Regions from separate parts of the Rattus norvegicus genome. Here all the other regions are linked to region 3. The links are chromatin contacts, called in public Hi-C maps. All regions are on one chromosome and are shown on one strand. The core of a region is the stretch at or near the end of the contact, and the rest is flanking DNA. Distances in the headings are between cores, read along the strand shown.

Region 1 (3,552 bases), core at 342-2,841, 170 kb before region 3:
ACAACCTTAGGAGTAGTGTGAACTTTTTATTACAAAACTAATTCCAAACCATTGGTTTGGTAATACCCATCCTTTGCTGGGTTTTACACAAATAGAAATCTACAAGGCACCAACTTCTAACTAGTAGCCCGTGTTACTTGCTTTTCCTGTTGCTGCAATAAAGTAACCCTGACAAGAAGCAAGCTAAGGGGTTGGGGATTTAGCTCAGCGGTAGAGCGCTTGCCTAGCAAGCGCAAGGCCCTGGGTTCGGTCCCCAGCTCCGGAAAAAAAAAAAGAGAGAGAGAGAGAAGCAAACTAAGCCTTTTTCATTTGGGTTCACTGCTCAAGGTTACCCCTTGGCAGGAAGGACCTGCTGCAGGAACTTGGAACAGGTGACACCACCGCATTCAGTCAGAAAGCAGCGCTGACTGCCATGACAGACCCACTGACTCCTTTCATACAATCCAAGATCCCATCCCTGGTCAACCCGGTCCACAGTGGATGGGTCTTCCCCACTTCAATTAACCTAATCAAGAGACTGCTCAACAGGAAAGCTCCTAGGAATTTCCTCCTGGTGATTCAAAATTAGGTGATAATTAAGAATATTTATTGCATGTCCCCTTCATTAGACTGGCCCAAAGACAAAACACCCTGATAGATCAGCATAGATCATGTTAATCTTGACCAATCCATAATGTTGGTTATTGGCACTGATGTTCCCAAAGACTTAGGCTCAGTGAGTTCATTTAAATTATATTAAAGACTACATGAATAAAAATGCAATAAAATGTTTTAAATCCAAAGGAAAAAAGAATACTGAACACTTAGAAAATTCACTGAAACATTGTTTTCCTTGTCTTAGAATTGGGAACAGATAATTAGGCCAATTTTACTGACAATAAGTCCTTAATGTTCTTTGATATGAATAGGTTTTGAATTTATTATCCATTATTAAATTAATCTACAATTTAATGTTGTCTAAGTCGACTGTTATTGGTAGATTTCCTCTGCACAAAAACATCCTTATTTCTCTTCTAAAAACATTGCTTTAAAATAAAAAAAAGTTCAGTATAAAGCTTTAAAGAGGTCAATGATAGAATTTGCTGAGAAAGCACCTGCCTAACATATGTCAGGAGTGGATTCCCATAGCAAGGTAAAGATTAAAATGGGACTTATCTAATCAAACGTGAGCATCATGGGGTCCAGCTCGCGTTTTACTCGGTCCATTGCTATTTCTTGGTGCTCGGAACAGCCTGCTAGATAATGGGTGCCTCACAAACGGTGACTAAGGGCCTGGATAAATGTATACGGCCGACCACGGATTAAAGTGGACATGTAAAGATGGCGTATCATGCAACATGCATCAAAGCCTAGGTAAATCACAGGGAGACAGTAGAGAACAAAGGAGAGTGAGCCATCTCTGGGGCTCAAGGCCAACTCATGGCTGCTCCCAAGAGGGAGTACCTCTTTCTCATTGTTGCAGACGAGTCAAATGTCTCCTCCCCCTCCCAAATAAATCACTTCCACCTAATTGCCAAGTACATCAGCCCATTCCCAGGCCACATCTAGATGGTATTTCCTATGACTCAACAGGGCAAGATTGATCACTTCTTTGGATTCTTGTGGCTTTATTGTTCACAGAAACAGTGGAGCATTTACACAGCGCCCCTTCTTATCCGAGTTCTCATTACTCATTCATTTGCCGAAATGAATTGCAAATATTTTAGTGTAAAAATCTGCTCTCTAAGTTTTAAAATAGTTCATTAAATATTCCCAAAACACTAGTGAAGATGTTCCAACCACACAGAATCTCAGATAAGAGGACACGTCTCAGCACAACTCCAGGTTTTCTTGGTTTAAACTAATTATAATCATCTTCTCCGTGGTTGGCAGGAAATGCTTTGTATGTGTAAAAAAAAACAAAAAAAAAACAAACAAAAAACAAAAAACAAAACAGAAACAAAAAATTAAAACTATAAAGTAGATGAGCCAAGAACAGCCATCCATCTAGAACAGCCATCTATCTAGAACAGCCATCCATCTGAAAAACAAATTGAAATATAAACACACATTGAACCAAGCTGAACTGTGTACACGCTGCTATTGCATTCAATGACCTTTTTTCTAAAGTCCTTTTTGAGGGTTATGTTATGGTTCCTGCACCGGCAGACTTTATGCTACAATAACAAGGCACACAAGAACAGGACCCGAAAGGAAATAAAGCTTTATTTTGGCTCATGGTCTCATATGCTCTAGTCCAGTGGTTCTCTACCGTCCTAATGCTACGACCCTTTAATAATGCAGTTCCTCACGTTGTGGTGACCCCCCCCCAGCCATAAAAATTATTTTCCTTGCTACTTCATAACTGTAATTTGCTGCTGTTATGAATCATGATGTAACTATCTGATAAGCAGGATATCTGATAGGCGACCACCCAAAAGAGATCGAGAACCACTGCTTTAGTCTGTTACGCTGACTCCATTGCTGGGTGAGGCTAGAAGATCACGGTAGGATGAGTGCCTGCTTGCCTCATATCGGTCTGGATGAACAAAGAAAATAGGAAGAGGAAGAGTTCGTGGGCAAGGCACACACTTCAGAGGTCTGTCAGCAGCACAGTTAGAACCAGCCCACAGCTCCCACCACTTGCAATAATCTTCAACTATGACTTCAGCAATCAATTCAAACACTACTTAGGTCAGGTTTCTCATGACCCAGTCAGTCACTTCCCAAAAAACCTATCAGCTGTCAGCCAGTCTTTAACACTTAAGTCTTGAAGGGACACTTACAATTCAAAGCATCACATCACTTTTATTAAAATCCAAAGAAATGCACTGGTGTTCTGAATTAGGCACCAAGGCACACAACGGTAAGAGAGTAGGCATTGAAAATCTTCAAGGAGGGCAGGGTGGGATGTGGGGTGGAGAAGATGAGAAGGAAGGGATTGACTTGAAAAGGAATGAAAGTTGAAAACAAGCAAAAATAAAACACTGAAATCACAACCCTAAATGTGGACAATGTCCCTGGCTGCAAAGTACTGAGTAAAGAACTGAGGCTATAGATCTGGGCATAGATGAGTTTAAATACTGTCTCAGCCCTGAACTGTCGGTCATGTTAGTTCTCTGCATGTAAAGTAGGAGGATCATGTCTACTGCATGGAGTTCTAGAAAGATAAAACAAAAGAGAAACGCCATGCAGGGTTCACGGGAGACCGCCCGTGCTCAGCAAATGTCGGTTTCTTTCTCCTCTTTTGACTGTCAGTGTAATGAATCTATGTTTACACGAAGTGTGTGTGTGCTGGTGACTGGTGAGACAATGGATCGTACATTTAAGAGAGGGCAACAGGCCGTGATTGGAAGAGACGAGTAAAACGGCTCCCGCTTACACTGAAGTTGAAACGGAGCAGTTTACATACATCGCGGGCCAATCTTCAACAACGAGAAACCCAAGCTATTTGGGAAATAAGCGTTATCATTTATTGCCTTTAAAGGGGGGGGGGCAAGAAGTGCAAGGGTGTGATTCATAGAAGGGAATTTCTATGGCTAGTATAAAGCCAATTGAAAGCTAATGCTTTAA
Region 2 (3,724 bases), core at 1,156-3,655, 190 kb before region 3:
ATGAAGTTTAAAAGTCAAGAAAAACAGAGCAGGATGCTAACATGAAACCAACGGAAGTATCAGATAAGAAAAGAAAACAACAAAATCATCTACTGACATTTCTAAGAACTGAGCTGCACTTACTCACCGACTTCTCCACAGCATGAGTAACCAAAATCCACACCAAAGGCAAGATCATGAGCTTCGCAAATGCAAAGAGGGAAAAGATTTTAATCCTTCCAGATCATAAAGAAAAGCATACACATGAAACCATGAGTCAAATAGCAATATAATAATAATAATAGTAATAATAATAATTGGATTTTCAGTGACAATTTTAGTGGCTACAGAATAAATACCTTTAAAAGTCTAAGAAATACTGACTGTCAGTTTTGAACTTCACTCAGATTGTCTACAAGACTTCAAATAAGGCCAGAGAGAAATGTCTGAGTGGGTCAAGGCACTGCTCTGCAAGTCTGGTGACCTGTGTTCCATCCCCAGAATTCATGAAGCCAGATGTGCTTAGGTGTGTCTATAAACCCATCATTTCTACAGGAAGACAGGAGGCATATATGGGAATCTTTCAAAAAGTAAAAGTTTCTAAAATCAAAGGGCAGACAGACTCTGCTACAAACAAGGTAGAAGGAGAAACTAACTCCTCACAATTGGCATCTGACCTCCACAGCTGGGTACATGCATGTGTGTGCAGAAACGCAGAGTAAATTAATAGGATGTATTATTTTTTTAAAAAAAAGAGGAAAAGAAAAACATTTCAAACACAGAAGACCAAAAAAAAAAAAAAAAAAAAAGTTGTATCACCCACAGTCCCTTCCTCTGTAGCGATGGAGAGAGTAAACCAAGAAAGAGGAAGAAGTTTACAGGAACCTGAAGAGACCATCTCCAATATGGCAGAGACTTAAGGGGATTTCCATGATGCCATGGTAGAGACTCCGAGCTCACAGAAGCTTGGGCTTCACTTTGGCAGCAGAAAGCACACGGATGCTTTCCCGGGGATCCATAATGATCTTACAGAGGTCACACAATGTTCCCGAACACACCGGAAGAAGATTCATCATTTTGGCAAAAAGCTTGGGGTTACAGGATCAAATGGAATCAGATAATAAGTGAAGCTTCCTGCCCCTGGGAACTTTTACATAGAGGGCTAATTTGAATTTAAATGTTAAAGAGACTAATTATATGTGGAACCTTTACTTTTTATACACCCGTACAACTGGAAACACACTTCACAAAAACTTTTCTGGGAAAAGAAGGCAGGAAACCAACCCCCCCACCAAAAAAATTTTTTTTCAGGTCAAGAAATAGTTTCAGGATAATAAAATTATCAGTCACGAAATGAAAACTGCTAAATGTTCAAAAAGAACAGCCAGTCCAGCTGGAGCAAAAAGGCACCCAAGAGATGAAAAGAGAAATTAAAGTTGACACTTTGTAATTGAAAACATTTTAGAAGGATGACAATGTAAATTAAAGAAATTAGAAACCTTAAGAAATGTCAAAAAAAATTTAAAGCTAAAATGAGCATACCATTCATTCTACAAGTACTGTCCTTATGGTATGAAAATATAAACACGATTTGTTGACACGTTCTCTCAACCAAACACAAATTTATAATTGTTTCTACTTATAACACTGATGGTAAAAATTACATAATGAGGTTTAGTGACCAGAATGGCATTGATAAATTAGGCAAAGGAACAATCAATTTACGAAGAAATAATAGTAACCATTAAAAGTCTGTTTTAATGGCCAACAGTAAGAATAACCATCTTGGACATGGTAGTTTCTTATATTTCTATAATCCAACTGCCCTCAAGACCAAGCTTCCAAAGAGTCAGCACTGAACTAAAACAATAGTGAACACTCAACACCTACTCCTTTAATTAATAGTACATAAAATTGGTTTACGTTATTTTAAACAAAATTATAGATGACTCACTCCATGTAGTGACAATACTGGGGTCAGAAGCATTAGCATAATGCCCCACACCAAATACATTACATTAATAAATGCTTGCTTGAGAATAAGTTCCCAGACAGCTTAAATGCAGAACCAGTAATATGACCAATCCCCTACTGTGTGCAAGTGACCAATCCCCTACTGTGTGCAAATTAATTCCCTACTTACACTCATGGCAATAAGAAAACACAGGAGCTTGGCCCCTTTAGGAAGGGACTTTAAACCTAACTGGTGAAAGACACATTAATGAGATAGATTACTGGGCTCCGAGACACATTCTAAGTAAGATGCTAACAGAATAAAACTGGCAATTAGTGAACGTTACACATTGTGTTCGGTTCGTTCTGCTTGAAAATCAAACAGAAAAGCACTGGAGAAGTCCAGCTTGAAGTCCTCATTGTGACATTTCCTGAAAGGAATGTAAATCATTTATTTAACAGCGCCCAGCTTGTTTGTTTTGTCGGTTTGCCCACTCTCTAGTTCTTGGGAAATAATGATCGCAGCACCTCCAATGGCCAGCAGTGTTCCCTGGGTTCAATGGGAGCAAGTGTGAGCTGAGGTTTAAACACAACACGGCAGCAGAGGCTGGTGTTTTAGCCTTTTAAATAATACTTTAACTGCCATAACGTTTTAAACCAAGGAGCTCTATGCTAGCCAGTGCTGGGTGCATTGACTTGCATTTCCAACCTGACTCAGATTTCTGTTGATCTCAAAAGGATGATTTTTCCTACAGCCAGGGTACCGGCAAGACTACAAGGTGATTACTAAGACCTCTCATTCGCAAATCTTGTGCTAATCAGAATCTGTTTCACAATGTCTAAAGAGACCCAAACAATACGAAAATAAAAAAGACTGGTAAGTACGCCATACAAATCGCATCACAGTGGTTCTCATTCAAGTCTTCTGATTACAGCATTGACTCGGTTAATCAGCTTTGGGATGAGTGCTTTTGTTGAAATTAAAATCACGAAATTATTTCTACTAATAACATCCATTCTACCCCAGTTCAGCATAGTGTCATGAGATTTTGTTTGAAGGGAATTTCTGGGCAATCCAACTCCACTGGGAGACTTGTTCTGAGAAATCCCTTCCAGATCAACAAGATGATGAGTCTCTGAGAAAGGCTGCAGTGTACAATGAAAATACGGAACCATTCTCTCTCGTCCTAAGGTTTTGGTATTATCGAACACTCTTCACACCAGCAGAATCTGCCTAGGGTGCAGTATGGTTTTTCTTTTCCCACTCGGTTTTGCACAACACCTGCAAATTAATCAGGATGTTTTGGGGTGTACCCGCACTTCTCTGTCAACATTTCAGCTTTGGGCAGATGCCAGCCTGTACGAGATTTTCATCTTGAGGCTGCTTCCTTTCTTGCAACACTGGTTGGACTGTTGCCAAAATCATCAAGCTACTGAGGGAACATCCCCTTTTACTTACTCCCATCCGTTTCTGGATCCGAAAGTCATCCCTGAGTGTTATGACTAAAGATAGGCCTTTTTCCTCTCTCATTATTACTAACTCAACTACAGCAATCCTCACCAATCTCTTTAGTTCCCTCTTTTTAACATGCTAACACCTCAGTCCTGAGTTCATGTCTAGGGTTTCTGTTTTGGTTTTTTTGTTCATTTGTTTGTTTTGTTTTTCTATTAAAGAAGAAACAAACGATTTAGGGCTATGATAATATTTATCATGCTAAGAATACTCAGGTCTTTGTTTCTACACAGAAATAATAATGCCATTTCTACCCCTAACCACTATGGCAGTGTGTGA
Region 3 (3,794 bases), core at 1,287-3,786:
TAAAGGGGGCTTTTGTATTAAGTTTCTAACAACAAAAAACTCCTTAATGTGTGCATTCTTTTTTGCCTCAGCTTGTGAATACCAGAAACCCTGCATTACGGCCCTGAATGCCTCTCATACAGACAAGCAGACAGCAAGGGTCTATTAAATTATTCTCCAACTGTTGTGCTGCTAACAATGGGGGTATTCAGGCATTTTAAGAGAGAGAGGGAAGTCACAGGGGACAGCCCATTAGGAGGAACAGGATGTCTACACGGCCTGAAAATGAGTTCCTTTGTAATAGGAAATGCACTACAATGCCTGGAGATTCGCTTCTCTTAGTCCCAGCCCACGGTTCTTCCTGCTGGGATCAGGTTACCCAGAGGCACAGTAACCAGTACACTGCAGTATCATTCAGCTAGGTAACGTCTAGTATTCAAACTGCTTTCCAACAACTAACTTGGGTGTCCTAAAAATAACTCCTGGGTCTTCTTTTTAAATCATAAAGCAACACTAGGATTGTCAGCAAGTGAGTGCTAATTTGCTCTCCACTCACTCCCTGTCTAGAGACAAGGAAAATGTGGCTGATTGGAACAGCCCCCTTTTAAAAGTACTGAATTAAACGGTTCAAATAGTCCCCTGATCTGCTAATGTCAACAAGCCCTGTTTCCCCTTCAGCCAGAAGGCAAACCAGAATTAACACTCTTGGAACAGTAGAGACCTGCAGTCTCTCCACCCCCAACCCCCACTCCCCAAATAGCTTGCAGGAAAACAGATTAACATCTTCAACTCATGAATGACTGAAAATTAGTCTCACCTATGAAAGAAATGGCCTCAGGGAAAAACTGGGACAGGTTTTGGCTCCAGTGATCAGAGATAGGAATTTGCTTGTACTTGAACTCCCCTGCATTCTCAAACAGATTGGGCAGATTGGGGGTGACGTTCAAGATGTACTTGATGCCAAACTCTTCCAACACGTCCAAGTTAGTAGAGTCCTTGGCACAGCCCAGGTAAAGGAAGGGCAAAATCTCCACCGGGAAGGAAGGCTGGCTGTTGGACAGCGGGCTGCCATCGGAGTCCGTTGCACTATTGGGGTCTCGGTCAAGGTCAGACTCAATGTCCGAGGAAGAGTCGGAGCTGATCCTCAGGCCCCCGAGTCCCAGCACTGGCAAGGGCGGGGAGCTGCTGCTGCACGAGCCGTCTAGATTGGTCTCGCAGTGCAGGGCGAACTCGGCCTGGAACTTACTGAAGCCACCTGCCAGAAACAAGAAAAGCGTTCTTGTAACCTGAGAAGCTGTAGTAATTTTCAGCTTGTGAGAGGCACAGGAGGTGCAGGAGACACTACGGTCAGGCGACCTATGAACCCCACTGCAGTAGTAAAAACACACTTCAATGTGCATCTTTAAGAATACAACCATCTGCCTACCCAGGGAGCGTTTATTCTTCTGATTCCGGAAATGCACAAAATTACTTAGTATTTCGAGGAGCTAGGAGGTGTCAAGCTGCACCCTGAACTACATTTCCAGCTCTTCTGAATCTTAAGTCTAAACCAACCCAGAAGAAAGCGAGAGGAAGGTGGAGGTGCCGGATTATAAAGAACCCTTAAAAAAGAAGCTACCACGCTGGCCCAGCTCCCTTAAGCGCAATGCGAGAGGCGATCGCTACCTCGCCCGCAGTTCCCCAGCCTGCAGCCCTAGCTCCGAGCGCCGGGGCGCACAACATACCTTCAAGGTAGAACGCCCGGCAGCCCTCGTCTTTGAGTTTCTTGAGCAGCAGCCCGAGGACCGACTCTCCACCTGTGTTCTCATTCCAGTCGCTGCTGTTCTCGTCGTAGAGCACCACGGTGTCGGTGCCGCAGCGCCTGGTAAAGCGGTCCCGGTCCTCGCAGCGCGTGAATAGCGCGCGCACCGGCAGGTTGCCCTTCTGCAGACGCCGCAGCATGATGCCCGGGATGGCCACGTTGATGGCAGATTCGATGTGCGACGACTCGTACAGCTCCTGCGGTCGGCAGTCCATCAGCAGCAGCTGTTCGTTGCCCAGCTCCAGCTGCTCGTTGAGCCACGCCACCGTCTTGCTGATCGCCATTTCCGACGCGAAGGGCACGGGTCTGAGCGTATCTATCATGGGGGTCGAGCTGCAGGAGAAGGCGGGGTGCCTAGCAGACGCCCCTCGAGGCAGGCATAGGCCAAGCACGCCGTGAGAAGCTCCGGCTCTCGGAGCCGGGTTTGATTCGGCCTTTCCCAAGCCGAAGCTAGCGGTTAGGGAAGGCGACAGAAGCCAAGCCGGTGGTCCCTCTGCACCAGATCACTCTCAGAGTCAATGAATCTCTCTGAATGAAAGTGCCCAGTTTTGTTCCTACCCAGTGAATGAAATCCAATTAATTCGGACTCCGTGCCACTGAGAGGAGAAAAAGGAAAAAAGAAAAAAGTCTAGCAGCTCCTAATCCCTCTGAGGCTGCACCTCAGATCCAACCCCGTGTTTCTCGCCGGATTATTCAAGACTGGGTTTGCTCGCAGTCCCTAGGACTCCGCGAGAGCACACCCCCTGTGCCAGGCAGCTCCTCAATGGATACAAACAGCCAGCGTCTCAATGGATACATTCTCTCGGCCAGCCAATGAGCGCGCTGCGGAAGGGGCTGTTGCCGTGGGGACGGGCCGGCTGGAACAGGTTGTGTTGATGAATTGTTAATGAGTTTGTCATTCACAAAAACGGAAAGGAATTTCCGCTCCGGATAAGCCCCAGTGCAAACAAGCTGCAACTGCGGGCTCGGCGGGAGGAAGGAGAAAGAAGAGGAGGCGGCGGTGGAGGAGGAGCAGGGCACATAAACCAGGGCACTAAAGTTGTCTCGTGTTTCCTTCTGTTGAGAGTTCACACTTCGCGTCTAACTCTTGCGCACCAGTAGTGCAATTAGCAAGCACAAAAGCCCTTATTCGCTACTCTTACTATCTCAAGTTAGCCTTAATAAAACGTGAGGGTCCCCCACCCCTTTTTTTATTCCCTTTAACGCTAGATCCTAGCCCGCTCCTTCTCCCTCACCACCACCCCGGTCCTCCTTTAGATCGTGTGTGGCATTTGTTTGGCTCTTTTAAAAGTCTAGTTCTGTTTGTTCTGAAGTCCTTTTAGCCGAGGCTGTGTTGGGGCTGGTGAACTGCCTGGGCTTTAGCGACCCAACGAAGTGTTAAATGCTAATCCAACATCTCTAGAAACAAACTAGTGTTTTGTTGAAACATTTTAAAGCAGCTAAGCAAACAAGCGTTTGGTTGTCCAGAAAACCAGAAGCACCCCAATCCCGAGTTTTCTCAACTTTCGGGGGGGGGGGCGAGCAGGAAAAACCTTGTCAGCTAGCCCTACACTTTTCTTATGCTCCGGTGGGGTGGAGGCATTCTGAGCCATTGCTCCGGAGATCTTGCTCCCCACCCCCACCGGTCACCCATCGAGCCTGGAGAGACGAGCTCCTTTAACGATTTGGGGTCAGAAGCAGAGTTTGGCTTCTAAGAGGAACCGGTCTGGCAAGGCAGCCTAGGTTAGGCGCCTGGGACACCGGGCCTCACCAACGCTCCCTGCAACCCGGAGACGTGGGGGGAGTCCTCCGCAAGACCTTTAAGCCTGAGGGAACTGGCTACTGTGGGCAGCGAGGCCAGTCCCCTAACCTTTCTCGGCTGCAGCGGTTCCCGAGCTCCGCATGGAGCACTCTAGCAACTCCAAACGCGCTTGCGCGCTGCGCTTTGGCCGCAGCACCGCTGCTCTGGGGAGGGGGAGGGGGAGGACACGCGGCGACCCCGTGATCGAATGTAAGGCCGTCACGGAACTGTCCC

The links. A called contact is a pair of places that touch in the nucleus more often than the background predicts.
Region 1: a contact with region 3 is called in a Hi-C map of Schwann cells, with 5 times the contacts expected there. The contact joins the enhancer-like site here to the promoter of Dusp6 in region 3. A contact is called at or near these places in 2 of 12 Hi-C or Micro-C datasets (Schwann cells and kidney).
Region 2: a contact with region 3 is called in a Hi-C map of the A7r5 cell line, with 4 times the contacts expected there. The contact joins the enhancer-like site here to the promoter of Dusp6 in region 3. A contact is called at or near these places in 10 of 12 Hi-C or Micro-C datasets (the A7r5 cell line, frontal cortex, hepatocytes and 5 more) and 1 of 1 datasets of contacts at active chromatin or transcription factors (oligodendrocytes).

What each region holds. Positions count from the first base shown.
Region 1 is chr7:36,149,115-36,152,666 of GRCr8, reverse strand. No RefSeq gene overlaps it. Among named protein-coding and RNA genes, the nearest start is that of Dusp6, 170 kb to the right of the region's middle. Within about 2 kb of position 1,591, at least 5 of the 93 cell types and tissues checked have an H3K27ac peak or open chromatin away from gene starts, as enhancers often do. A contact at or near this core is called in Schwann cells, where this site is marked.
Region 2 is chr7:36,169,607-36,173,330 of GRCr8, reverse strand. No RefSeq gene overlaps it. Among named protein-coding and RNA genes, the nearest start is that of Dusp6, 190 kb to the right of the region's middle. Within about 2 kb of position 2,405, at least 23 of the 93 cell types and tissues checked have an H3K27ac peak or open chromatin away from gene starts, as enhancers often do. A contact at or near this core is called in the A7r5 cell line, hepatocytes and liver, where this site is marked.
Region 3 is chr7:35,978,346-35,982,139 of GRCr8, reverse strand. It overlaps Dusp6 (dual specificity phosphatase 6), which reads right to left and starts at 2,536. Exons shown (of 3, transcript NM_053883.3): 1 at 1,704-2,536; 2 at 797-1,234. The coding sequence starts at 2,103.